Regions from separate parts of the Mus musculus genome. Here regions 1 and 3 are each linked to region 2. Evidence: chromatin contacts called from public ChIA-PET and promoter capture Hi-C data. All regions are on one chromosome and are shown on one strand. Each heading gives the region's core, a stretch centred on a gene start, on an enhancer-like site or on the middle of the called end of the contact. The rest is flanking DNA. Distances are from core to core; before and after follow the strand shown. Region 1 holds the start of Mgat4a (mannoside acetylglucosaminyltransferase 4, isoenzyme A). Region 2 holds the start of Inpp4a (inositol polyphosphate-4-phosphatase, type I). Region 3 overlaps Mgat4a (mannoside acetylglucosaminyltransferase 4, isoenzyme A).

Region 1 (4,332 bases), core at 1,450-3,949, 240 kb after region 2:
CTGTGACTACCTGAGCACCTGGTATTCCAAAGAGGTTCTCCAAGTTGCTAAGACCTAATTTATTCACCTCCCATGGCTAACTTTATCCCAACTATGCCCATGCTGACCACCTACAACCAAAGGTCCTCACTGGGAAAACAAAATCCAATGATTTTAAATTCCACCAAGTACCTAATCTATTAGCTCAATAAAACACTCAATGATGACTTCTGACTCTAAGAACAGGGGCACTACCTCAGTAAACTGTGACTTGGAATTTTAAGCCTGGTATGACATTATACAAACACACTTTTCACTTTCTGTCTATATATAGTCATATTTTGCTTCAGGGAGGATTTTGTTGGGGAAGGGCAGGTAGAGCTGATTATTAGAATAAATATCTAGCTGACATAAATCAGGAAGTAGAGATATGCAGAATCATTCTAAAATGATAATTTAAAAGGTTTTATTAATGGGGCTGGAGAGATTGCTCAGCAGTTAAGAGCACTGTCTGCTCTTCCAGAAGGCCTGAGTTCAATTCCCAGCAACCACATGGCGGCTCACAACCATCTGTAATGAGATCTGATGCCCTCTTCTGGCCTGTAGGGATACATGCAAGCAGAGTGCTATATACATAATAAATATATAAATCTTTAAAAAAAAAAGTTTTTATTAAGCTAAGTGGTGGTGGCCCATGCCATTAATGCAAGCACTTGGGAGGCAAAGACAGACAGATATCTATGAGTTCGAGGCCAGTCTGGTCTACAGAGCAAGTTCCAGGACAGCCAAGGCTACACAGAGAAATCCTGTTTCAAGAAACAACAACAAAGAGAGAGAGAGAGAGAGAGAGAGAGAGAGAGAGAGAGAGAGAGAGAGAAGTTGTTTTATTACATACAAATGAAGCCTATATAAAAGTATAAATGCTATAGATTAGCCATCCATAATACCCCAGAAGCATATGGAGTATTAAATACTGGGCCTAAGAAGTTAGCAAACCCCATTTTAGGGAAGATACGGTTAGGGAATTCTACTAATAAGTTCTGACATCTCAAAAGGAGGAGGAGTGTTACACTCCACCGGAATGCAGCTATTCATTTTACACCAGGGTTTTCCAAACTAAGCTTCATCGTGAAGCACACGTGAATGAAATCTCCAGAGAGGAGGAAACAGAACACACCTCGTACCCTTAAACCACCCCAGGCAGCTTGAGGCTGGCTCGTTAGACACAGGTGACCTACATTTGTGTCCGAGGCCACATATGTGAATACTTATCTACCGCCCTTACCTTAAGACTGTCCTGGCTATATTAATTGATAACAACCAAGTCTTTGAACAAAAAAATGACTACGTAACTAGCCATTCCTCCATCCTCCAAAAGAGGCTTCAACTCTAAACCGCAGAATGAGGAATATGTTTTGTTAATAGATTTAACAATCTTGCATCTGGGTTTGTTTTTTTTTTTTAATTAAGTTTTTAAAGTGTTCTCTGAAATATCCCATATGTTCCACGGCTAAGAACACTTTGGTTAACATTTGGTAGAGTCCTTCATCAGCATCCCACAGACAAAACAGAGGTGCCTGAAAGAACAAGAGGCACGATTCATGACACCCCGGATCAATGAACACCATGACGTAAGCCTGCACAACTTTATAAACCGCAATTATGAAAAACTCATGCCCTTTCCACTTAGAGAACATAAATATTTCTTTTATACAGCTTACATAATTTCATTGTCTAGTATGTGTTATGATTTACACTCAGGGGTTAATGGAACCTATGTCACCATAACCTGTTAGTAAAACTATTCTTTAAGCATTTGGAAGAGAAAGGAGCCTGAACCACAGAGCGCGTGTTACATGATTCTAAATTTAGATTTTTACATTCAAGTGAATAACCATGTCATTCTTTTATCTTTTACTAAATAATTTGTCGGCAGCAAAAAGCACAACAGCAAAATAGATGGCAGGCTCGAAGAAGATAACATACCATCTACAGCTATTTCCGAATTCTAAATGTAAGCCGTGAACCCGCTCCTGAGATCACAACGCTTAGAGAAATAAAAGCGGGCGCGGGAAGCGTACCACTGCCACCACTTAACGCCAAGCCTTCCAGACATCACCTGTCACACCTGGAGGGGTCCGAGACCCCACCTGAGGTCGGGGAGGGGATCCCACTCGCCGCTTCCATGGGATGGAGGAAACCCAGGCCTGGGAGGAATCCGGGCTCGCTCCCCCCGTACCTCCCGGAACATCTTAGTTCCCCGCAGGCAAGCGGCCCCCGCCCTACCTGCCCCGCGGCGGCGCCACCTCCAGCCCCCCAGCCCCCCAGCCCTCCAACCCTCCAGCCTTCCAACCCTCCAGTCGCGGGATCCTGCCCGCAACTCTTGGTCTCGGTGCACGCGCACACAGCACTGCACTTTCCCGGTGCTCCGGGACCGCCCGAGGCTCCAGGCCAACCACCGGGAAGGAGCGCAGCACCGAGGGGCTGCGGCTGCGGCGAGGCGCGGAGGGCGGCCGGCCCGCGCCCCGCTCCCGGTTCCGAGGCCCGGTGCGCGCGCGATCGGACGGCGGCCTCGGGACGCCCCGCCTCAGCCACCAGCAGGTGGGTGTTCCGCGGACCCCGCCGTACTCCTCCTGGCCGCCCCCTGCCCGGCGCCCCGCGCTCCTCACCTGCCGCGGGCCAGGGCGCTTCTGCCGCGGCCGCCGGCGTCGCTGCTGGAGCCGCCTCCGCCGCCGCGGGCCGCGCGCCCCGCCCTCGCCAGGGACAGCCCCTGCCCAGCCCCCGCCCCAGTTCCCGCCAGCCATTGGCCGCCACTTCCCTAAGCGCCCCGCCGCCGCTGCCAGTGGCCGGCCAGCCTGTCACTCAACGGCGCAATAGAGCAGCCTATATATTTCTCCCCAGCCCCTTTTTGCATCGGTGTTGCGGCCGGGGCTGGAGCGCAGCCGCCACATCTGGCTTGTACCCTCCGGCCTGAGCGCATGCAACCTCGGGAGGCAACAAAGGCCCCAGTGAGCCCACGGAATACAACCTGGTCACCATGGCCTTTCCTCCTAGCTCTGGGTCCCATCTTCTGGCGGTCCAGGCGCGGTGACAGGTCCTGGCTCTAATCCAACCATAGCTTCCAAGGCCCGCTGTTCCAAGCATTACACTGCCAGCATCAGTGAGGAGCATCGTTATCCTCCAGCTTCCAGGAGGAGGCAGAGACGCAGGGAGGACCATTTGGAGCAACTAGAAGCAACAAATATGACTAGGGTTTAAAGGCACACCACTCAGTGCTAATGTCCCCGATTTTTCTACTATGCAGTGTTAGTCTTCCCTTCTCTCTTGAGCACGTGTCAGATGACCATTTCTTAAAGTTTAAAACTGGTTTCAGATCGAAATGGATGGACATCTATAGAAAACGTGAGTGGCCTGCCCCTGTGCACGTTATCTGTTAGCTATCAAGCCTGGCATATATTAAGATCTTTAATTGCTTCTTACCATAATCCCGGCAAATCTTTAATTGCTTATCATATATGTTAATCCCCATTTCTCACAGATGAGCTTAAAAGGTTAAAGAGTTTACCTGTGGTTACAGAGCTAATAAGATAAGAGATGTGTCTGTCCTCCCTGTTACCATAATCCTCCCAACAACACTGCAAAGACATACAAGAAATCAAAAAACTAGGAAACAGCCTTGTTCCTGGCAAACACCAAGGCAATAAATATCTGGATCAGAAGACGACAGTAATTCAAAAATAGAAAACTCTAGTATACAACATCGGAATGAGGGGTTTTTGTTTTTGGGGGGGACGTTTTTTTTTTGTCTCAAAATTAAGTGTTTAATAATTAGCTATTATATTTATAGGTTTCTCAGCTCTCCTGTGGTGAGATTTCTCTCCGTTGTTCCTAAGCTGTTTTCAAAATCCCAAAAGAGGCTCACAGTCTTCTTCCCCCAGCTCTGCACCAGCCGGGGTATGGGAGAAGCATGATAAACCCAGTGGCAGCTTTGCTTTCTACTTTGGGGGGAAATAGAGCTAAATTCCCTGTATAACTGTGCCTAAAACATTGACAGTTAGCAACCCAGCACTAGACTTCAAGATGGACACAAGCACTATAGATGGAACCCCTACCAGACACAGCGTCTGAAACACGGTTGGGGTGAATTGCTAATTCTCCTGTCAGCATAGACACACCAGGCCTTGCTACCTTTCTACTGTTCTGAGTGTCAGATCAGTTCACAGCTTCAAGCAGAGGAAGAAAATACTCGACAGGAGAGAAACAGCCCTTGAGCTATGTTAGGGTCAGCTAAAAGACTGAGCAACACAGACAGTCATTTTTCCGATATCCCAATGTTATACAGAGAGAAACTAG
Region 2 (4,147 bases), core at 501-3,000:
ACTCTCATCTCCTAGGAATATTTCCATTCCCACTAAGATGTTTACATGGCCAACGTTTGGGGTCCAAATGTCAAGAATGTTGAAAGACTGGTACACTGTGTCAAGGCTAAGTCTGGTATATTGTCATGTGTAGTCAATGCTCATTGCCGTATTTGTTCACAAACTCGGCTCCGCCTTTCCTTGCTAATCTTCATTCTGTGGTGGAATGGGGGTGTCCATCAGCATAGTAAAAAACATGACTGGTCTTTTCATATTACTCCAAATGTGCAAGAGTCAAGGGACAAATATTGGAACTCTGGTCAGATTCGTAATTGTCTTGAATGAGTTGAAATGAGATTAATGTTTATTTTTAAACTCATAAATTTAAAGAAGGATGCTATTGATTTGAAAACCCTCTTTAGCTTGAATATAAATAACACAGCTGTGCAAGCTAGCTTTTTGTTGTTGTTGTTGTTAGGTGGACACAAGCTAGAATCATCTGAAAAGAGGGAACCTCAGTTGAGAAAATACCTGGATCAAATTGCAATGTAGGCACCCTGTGGGGCATTTTCTTAATGGTTGATGTGGAAGGGCAAGACCTAATGTGGGTGGTGCCACCCCAGGCAGGTGGTCCTGAGTTATCTAAATAGCAGGCTAAGCAGGCCATGGAGAGCACACCAACAAGTAACTTTCGCTCCTGGCTTTTGCTTCCATTCCTGCCTCTAGGTTTTTGTCTTGAGTTCCTGCCTGATCATGGACTTGTAGCCTGTAAGCCAAATAAGCCTTTTCCTCTCCAAGTCGTTTTTGGCCAGTGGTTTAACCCAGGAAGAGAGAAAGCAAATTAAGACTCTGACCATAAAATTTATTATCTCATAGGAGAATGCTTTTGAGATTGAAAGGGGGATTTCTATTAATTTTACCGTAAGAAAATCAGGTATATCAGTCACTTGAATTTTAGAAGATGAAATAAGGACAATATTTTTAATTTTTCTAAGCATGTTTGAGTTTTTTGGCTTTTGGCCTTAGGGTTAAGGTTCAATCAATATTTTCTCCCCTTCATCTGATTAATAAAAGATAAGCATTTGGTAATAAGTTACTCTTTAGAAGATAAAAGTGGGTGTGGTGGTGCATACCTGTACTCTCAGCCTTTAGGAGGCAGTGGCAGGAACATGAATAACACGAAGGGCAGCTAGTGAGTGGGTGACCAACCTGGATTACCCTGTTCAAAAAAAAAAAAAAACAACCCAAAACGAAACAGAACAAGCAAAAAAAAAACCAGACAAATGAGGTGTAAAAAAACCTGAAAAATGTTTTTGTTTGTCCATTTAAGTTTCCCCTCATCAGGTAGAAATGTTAACGTTACAATAAAGTTAAAAACGATCAGAGGCAGGGAGCCCCTGTCTCAGTGGAAATAAATAAGTAATAAAATAAAAAAAAATGTATCTCCGAAAGTCCTGATTGGTCTTCTTCCCTATAGAAAAATAGAATTTTGAGGAGGAAGTGTTAAGGTCCGTTATCTTTTGGGTAGACTAGGTCTGGAAGGAAGTTCAAAAGACTACAGTTTGTTGGTGGCCACGCCCACTGAGTGATGGATCAGCTACACCTGCACTTCCGACCTCCAGCGTTTTTCTAGAATCGCTTGTTCTCTGGGCAGAAGCCTCAGGGCATGTGAAGGTGGAAAAACTCCCACTCCTGGGTGACGTCACATAAGAGGGTGTGACCTTTTGGGAGGTGCGGCTTCCTAGGGGCGGAGCCAGGGAGGGAGGGGGCAGGGCGGCGGTCGGGGAGTGGGGCGCGCATGCGCGGTGAGGGGGCGGAACCGGGGCGGGGTTGTGCGCTGTGTTCTGAGAGAAGGCGGTGGCAGGATTCGGGCTGCGCGGGGACGGCGGGTTCGGGTCTGGGGTGGACGCCACCGGCCGGAGTGAGGCGGCCAGGAAACAAATCCCGGCCGGTCTTCAGGACCGGACAGCAACCAGCGGGGCCGAGGCCGGGGTGTGCGGCCTGGAGGACAGAGGCCAAGGCTGAGCAAGTGTCCGGGCCGGGGCGCGCCAGGTAGGTGGGCCGAGCTGGGCCGTGCCAGGTCCGGTGTGCCGGGCTTAGCGGAGTGGGCTGGGCGGCTGGGAGCTGGAGACACTGGGAACCCGGCCCGGTGGCGCCCGCGGTTGTCATGGCAGTGGTACAGCCTAGCGGTTCGCTGGCCGCGTCTTTGGAGCGCGATCCTAGACTTGCGGTCCCCTTGCCGCGGGCTTCTCGGGGAGCCGTGCGATGCTATACAACGCGCCCGCCGGCTGCATCTCTGCTGTATCCCATAGGCATCCGACGCTGAAGGCCTCGCGGTATCTCGGGTGTCAACACACCGGGTAAAAATAAACATACATGTTGGTGGGAGACACGGACTCTACGTCCTCGCAACTCTTTGAGCATTTTCTGTTCGCGCATCGGCCAGGACAGGATCTCCCTCACCTTTGCTTTATGTATTTTATATTCTTCTGGCTTTCCTAATAAGCTAATTGAGGCCTGAGAGGTTTGCAGGGATCCGTGGTCGTCTTTTGCAAAGCCAGTCATGAATGTGTAGGCCACGGAAACACTCAAAATGTCAGACACAAATATATATCTTTGTGGGCGAAGGGAAGGAGTGTTGATGGGCCTTGGTTTCTCTTGCCCCTTCTCTCCTGCCCTCTGACATTACATAATGGTGGGTTCCTCCTGCCTGGATTTGACAGCTCATGAAAATGTCTCTCTGGGTAAGAAGGAAGTAAGTATTGGCCGTTGTAAATCTTTGCCTCTTAATGTGTTTGATGTTGAGAGATTGCCTAAGAGTAGAATGTGATTTGTCACCTGCCAGTTAGGGCCTCTGGGCCAAGGGGATGGGGGTGGGGTGGTACGGAAGTTGGGGTGTTGCAGTAATATTCTGCTTCGTTCACTCCTGTTCCCCGGGTGGGTTGTGTGGACAATGGGGACATCACAGGGCTGGGACATCACACAGCTGGTTGATCTGGGTGTGAATCCTGAAGGTTTTGTCACTTGCTAACTCAGGTTCTCAAGACCCTCATCAGTAAGAGGTGTAAACAGAACCTCATTAGCTGCGTTTGTTTTGAAATCTAATTGCCAGTGTCAGGCAGTGAACAGCTATAGGTTGTCCTACTTAGCCTGGTTGTTGGGTGAAGACGGAATTTTTCTTTGGATCTGGACTAGGGCCCTTGTTTGAGGACTGCTTTGACAAAAGGTTTCTCTTCGAAAATTCAGTTCTTTCATTCGAGGAGGTCTGTGTATTGGTCTGTACCTGTGGTGGTATCAGGAGATTGAAATGCTGTTTCCTGGGTGGCACTACATGTGAACACCGTTGCCTGGAGGTGTGTTCCCTGTGTCTTGTCAACATGATGTAGAAGAGTCAAAGTCACTAGGATGGTCGTCTTTAAAGACTGGGCTTACCGGAGTGGATGTTGGGTAAATACAGAGAAACCAGAGGACTGTGTTCCTACAGTGAGAACATTTGTCATCCTTCCTTAGCTACTTGACTTGGTCTAGCTACTGTTCCTTTCAGAATCTGCTTAGGCCCCCAGGCAGACTCGGTTTAGGAGATACATTGTAATAGTTTATTCCATTGTTTTGGAAACTGGATACTTTGTAGTATTGCTGTTAAAATCAATATTGGTTGGCTAAAATCACCTTAAGGAAATGACACAGAAGCTTTGTATCAATGACCTGACCCTGGAGAAGTAGAAAGTGTGTGGTAAAGAATTATTCACTCTTTCCAGCTGCCTACCCAGGAGAATTCTCAGCCAGCCCCTGAATGCACCAAAGGAAGGGACTAGGGAGCGCTGGGGACCAGTAACTTCCATCACCACCCTATGGTTTAGCGTCTCAGAGAGACCTCAGAGTGGAGGGGAAACTTTCCATCGAGGCTATTTTTTTCTTAGTTTGGCTTTTTAGTGAAAAACTCCTCCTTAGCCTCCATTTCCAGAGAAGTTCTCAGCATCATCAACTACTTGATGGTGTCAGGAGGCTGACTCTGTAAACAGTGGAGAAAGCTGGATTATCTCCTGCTTCTTTTGCAGAACTTGATTGATGAGCAAGAGACTGGTCCTGGGGCAGAGGCTCTGAGCAGAGCATGTGTTAGGGAGACACTATTCACTCCTTGCAGGTCTGCTTCACTATGCTTGTCTCT
Region 3 (4,338 bases), core at 1,534-4,033, 180 kb after region 2:
CACTCCTGTAACGGGAGATCCTCTGTTCCCTTCTGGCCTGAGTGTACCAGGTATACACATGGTTCGAATATGTGCACACATATATACATACACATAACTTAAAAAAAGCTATCATGATATGTCAAGTGGCTTCTCTGCTTGGAACTTTCAAGGAGCTGTCCATGTTGGAGCGAGATATTCAGCAAGCCTGACCCCGGCCCACTGTCCTATACTTCCTTAGAACATGATCATAACCCTCACTGTATACGATCCACAGATAGTTGCAGGCTGAACACGGAGATTTTAATAGTTCTGACATAGACCGAATGACTCACAAAACTGAAAATATTTACCATTGGTTATTACAAAAAAAAATTACCTGCCAGCCCCCTCGACTTGGAGCAAAAGTAGAGCTGTGTGGTGACCTAAAGTCCCATGTTCCTTCATCCTATTCTTCTCGACCGCCCCCTACTGAGCTCCAGCCACTCACCAGCTTCCTCCTGAACATCTCAGGAATGCTGTGGTCACATGTCCTTGCCCTATGACCTCTGTGCCAATAAACCTACTCCATGGTGGCCACGCATCGTTTCCCTTTCTTCCTTTCCCTGACCCTCATCTTCCAAGGAGCTCCCAAGCACCTGTCATGCGAGTCTTCTATGGACAGGTTGTATTTTACTCCCTAACGTACCCACCTCCTTTCTTGTTGGATCATGACTGAACTCCATGGGATATGAAATAAATACATTTTCAGTCATCATCTATATGATTTATAACTAACATGTATATAAATATCTTAAGGGTTTAGCTGCTGAAAAGCAACAGGCCAAGATACTACTGATGCCCAAGTATGGTCACGCACCGTTTAAAATCCAGACAACCGACTAGATTAGTACAGATACAGGGCAGAGCGCCTTCCACACTGTAGAAGCTCCGGCTCCAGCCTCCCTCCCCACCTGCCCCATTGTGGCCCCTTTCTGACCCCTTTCTGGCCCCTTTCTGGCCCCATTCTGGCCCCTTTCTGGCTCTATCCTGCTGCTTTAACTACTTTTCCTCCTGACTCCTCCTCTTAGCAGCTACATTCGACATCAGAAGACACAGAACTGATCAACGAGTATCTTTATGATTGGACTAAAACTTCCCCCTAATCACAGGGCAAATCACCCCTCAATTGGAGGCAACTATTTCAGAGGCTGAGGCTGAACCCCATGGCAGGAGCAATCATACCCAGAAACCAGACTGCCCCCTCAAATGATGACAGGGATGGAAGGAATGCTTTGCAGATTCAGAACTGAGACACACAGATCTCAGAGCATTGGCCTGAACCAGATTTCCTGACAGTCTGTCAAGCAAACTCCAGAGCCCCTTCTGTTTCTCGTTTCTACCAAATCTCCAAGTTCTATCAGGCCCTGGAGACAGACTTTGGGTCCTGAAGCCCTTCAATTGTTCTGTCTCACATGGCCGTGTTGACTGAAGCAAAGTCCTTTCTCTGTTCTCATCAACAATAATCTGGAGGTGTGGTTGAGGCTAGCCCATCAATGATCATCTGGATGTGTAGCCGAGGCTAGCCCACTGGGACTCTGAAGACAAAACTTTAACCCTAAACTCTAGTAATTTTACCAACTCAACCTACTAAACACCTCTATGAAAATATGTCATGCAAGCATACAGGCAGGATCCATTTCCTCTGGGCGCACATGAAGCACAGAAGCCAACAAACGAGTACTGAGAAGGCTGAAAGGGACACCACCACGTAAATGGTGTTCTCTGACTACAGAGGGTTTGAAGTGGAGATTGGTTAACAGTGGGGATTGTGAGAAATTCTCAAATAGGTAAGAATGTAAAAACACATTTCTACGTAACCCATGGGTCAAGGGAAAAAATTACATAGGAACTTAGAAAGTATTCTGATCTGAATGAGAAAACCAGGGGGCATGTATGGGGTGCAGGGGCTGGGGAGATGGCTCAGCAGTTAAGAGCAGTGACTGCTCTTGCAGGGGACCTGTGTTTGGTTCCTGGCAACTATACCAGGCAGCTCACAACCATCACCTATAACTCCAGCTCTGGGGCGATCTGCCACTTCTGGCCCCTGCGGGTACCACACATGTGGTGCACACTCCCATTCATAGTCATTCACATCCACCCTCCTTCTCTTTAAGCTTAAAAAAAAAAAAGAACTTGAGATATAGTTAACATGGTTCTTAGAGGGAGCTTATAGCTTTGAATTGCTTACATTGCTAAAGAAAAAAAAAACCCCACCCATCATCTCTGCGTGCATCTTTTTAGGAACAAAGCAGCAGAAAAGCAAAACTGAAAGAACTGTGGCTGTGAATGCCACAGAGACAAGACAGAGTCACAGGGTCTGTGTCTCCTCCTCCTGCCAGCTACCCTGAGCCCCAAGACTTCTGAGGTCTCAGAGGTGAAAAAATGCAAACAGAACTCAGGGAATGGAGCCAGGACAGACATTCACAGCCAGGATAGATATCGGAGAGCCAACGGTAGTGCTGCACGGACTGCTCAGCAATCTGTACATCAAATTAGGAGTTAATCTCCCCCCGAAAACAGAGAGCCATCGTGACAGAAAGAAATACTCTTGTACAAATTTCAGATCGGGGAATTTATCTGTCATTGTCCCCAGCACCTGCTTCACAGTGGTACTTCAATAAACACTCATTCAACAAGAGAAAGAGTCTGAGAAAACATAATTCCAGTGAGTGAGAGCCGTGGCTGAGGCTGGCAATATGCCTCATGTACTTCAGGGGAGGAAAGGTTTAAAACTGCACAGGCGACTAACCTCACCCAAAGCACACAAAGTGAGAATCTAACAGGAAAGACTGAGCCTTAGAAAGCTTTGGAGTGGTTAAGACAGTCAGCAGGCGTCCCCAAGTTCCTTCCTGGAAATCACACAACCGTTATCAATGAGACGCAGATACAAGAACCACCCGCTTCACTCTGAAATATTAACAACTGAAATTCCCAGACTCTCGAGGGCATGGCTTTGTCTCATGACCAGAGGTGACAAGCAAGAAGAGCTCTGTGGCTGAAGGAAAGTTGGCAAGTTTATTTTTGTAAAATAGTAGTAGTAGAAGTAGTAATATAATTATCGCCCAGGTGCCTAGAACACAGCTTTATCCCCTGTCAGCCAGTAGCCTAAAAGCCCATACCCTCAGTGACTCATAAAAATACAAGTAGAATACAAAGTAATAAGAAAAAAGGTTTCTGAGTAGAGTCTATCAACAAACTCACTGAGAGAAGAGAGAGGACAGAGGGAGGTGAGGGGACGGAGAGGACGAAGGAAAAGAAACTTGCAGTCAATGACTTGACCATTGCCTTAAGGAAAAGAACAAAGAAAACCACACTCAACTGAAGATGTTGCCATAGAGACGTCACTGCAATGATTCTGAAGGTGTTTGGAAACACAAAGGGCTTCAACGTCTGAAGCAATCCTGAGCAGACCAAAACTGTAGGACCAGACTGTGCGGCGGCGTCAGTACTTCCCACCAACCTACAGGAGGCGGTGAAGTGCTGGCATGAGGTTTAGCTCCAAATCCAGATAATGAAATACAACAGGAAACACACACACCTAACAGTCACTGAATTTTCAATAAATATGTCAGAGAGGTCACGGTGTTCACAGTGTTCTCTCAACACGAGCAACTGGGTTAATGAATGGGTGATGGTCGGAACTTTCACATTACCTTATACCTCGACAGAAGCTAACTCAATGGGGCATAGTCATAATGTAAAAGTTAAAAGTATGACCATTTTCAGGAGGATCACAGTGGGCAGGGCTCTCTTACATCACTAAATAATCAAGAAAAATGCACCCACATACATGTCCACAGGTCAACTGGATGGACGCAAACCTACCAACTCCGGTTCCTACTTCCAAGTACATAAGTTTGTTTCAAGTTGACAAAAACTAACCCTGACAGTCTATGGGACAGTTGTAGGAGAAGCTTAGCTGAGTTTTTCTCAATCAAGACAGGAGGAAGAACATCCAAAGGACAACAGTGTTTGCCGAACACTGATAACTGCAGCATGAAGCCAAAACAGGATATGAAGAGAAGAAGGGAAGGGAATACACCAAACCGGTGTAGAAAGCGGGACAAACCTAACAGAGCAGGGGCAGCGTCACACAGCACCACACAGCCATCTCACCCTGAAGCCAAACGCAGCCCCAAAAGCAGATTAATCTGATAACAGACACGGAAGCCTGTTTATTAATGCGGTGGAATGCACTAGGCAAGATAACCTAACAAGTAAGGGCAGCTGGGACAGAGGCCGGGCAAACAGAAAAGAGCAAACCCACCAATTTTAGTGAGTCCCTAATAGGAAACTCTCTAAATACTACCTAAGAAA

What was found. ChIA-PET counts read pairs in DNA pulled down with a chosen protein or histone mark. Capture Hi-C pulls out chosen DNA fragments and counts their contacts.
Region 1: a promoter capture Hi-C map of adipose tissue shows a contact between it and region 2, with 2.6 times the contacts expected there. The contact joins the promoter of Mgat4a here to the promoter of Inpp4a in region 2. A contact is called at or near these places in 5 of 39 promoter capture datasets (the HPC-7 cell line, embryonic stem cells, pre-B cells and 1 more), 6 of 484 Hi-C or Micro-C datasets (CD4 T cells, CD8 T cells, embryonic stem cells and 1 more), 5 of 115 datasets of contacts at active chromatin or transcription factors (bone marrow-derived macrophages, effector CD8 T cells, embryonic stem cells and 1 more) and 3 of 9 other capture datasets (adipose tissue, liver and macrophages).
Region 3: an RNA polymerase II ChIA-PET map of memory CD8 T cells shows a contact between it and region 2, with 229 read pairs. The contact joins the enhancer-like site here to the promoter of Inpp4a in region 2. A contact is called at or near these places in 5 of 39 promoter capture datasets (the HPC-7 cell line, HPC-7-derived erythroid cells, hippocampal neurons and 2 more), 3 of 484 Hi-C or Micro-C datasets (natural killer cells, neutrophils and pre-megakaryocyte-erythroid progenitors), 7 of 115 datasets of contacts at active chromatin or transcription factors (CD8 T cells, bone marrow-derived macrophages, double positive thymocytes and 4 more) and 3 of 9 other capture datasets (adipose tissue, liver and pancreatic islet).

What each region holds. Positions count from the first base shown.
Region 1 is chr1:37,538,317-37,542,648 of GRCm38.p6, forward strand. It overlaps Mgat4a (mannoside acetylglucosaminyltransferase 4, isoenzyme A), which reads right to left and starts at 2,700. Exons shown (of 16, transcript NM_173870.3): 1 at 2,649-2,700.
Region 2 is chr1:37,298,088-37,302,234 of GRCm38.p6, forward strand. Inpp4a (inositol polyphosphate-4-phosphatase, type I) reads left to right here and starts at 1,751. Exons shown (of 26, transcript NM_030266.4): 1 at 1,751-2,031.
Region 3 is chr1:37,475,793-37,480,130 of GRCm38.p6, forward strand. The region is part of intron 5 of Mgat4a (mannoside acetylglucosaminyltransferase 4, isoenzyme A); the gene reads right to left. Among named protein-coding and RNA genes, the nearest start is that of Gm39627, 26 kb to the right of the region's middle. Within about 2 kb of position 2,784, at least 101 of the 459 cell types and tissues checked have an H3K27ac peak or open chromatin away from gene starts, as enhancers often do. A contact at or near this core is called in CD8 T cells, the HPC-7 cell line, adipose tissue and 7 more, where this site is marked.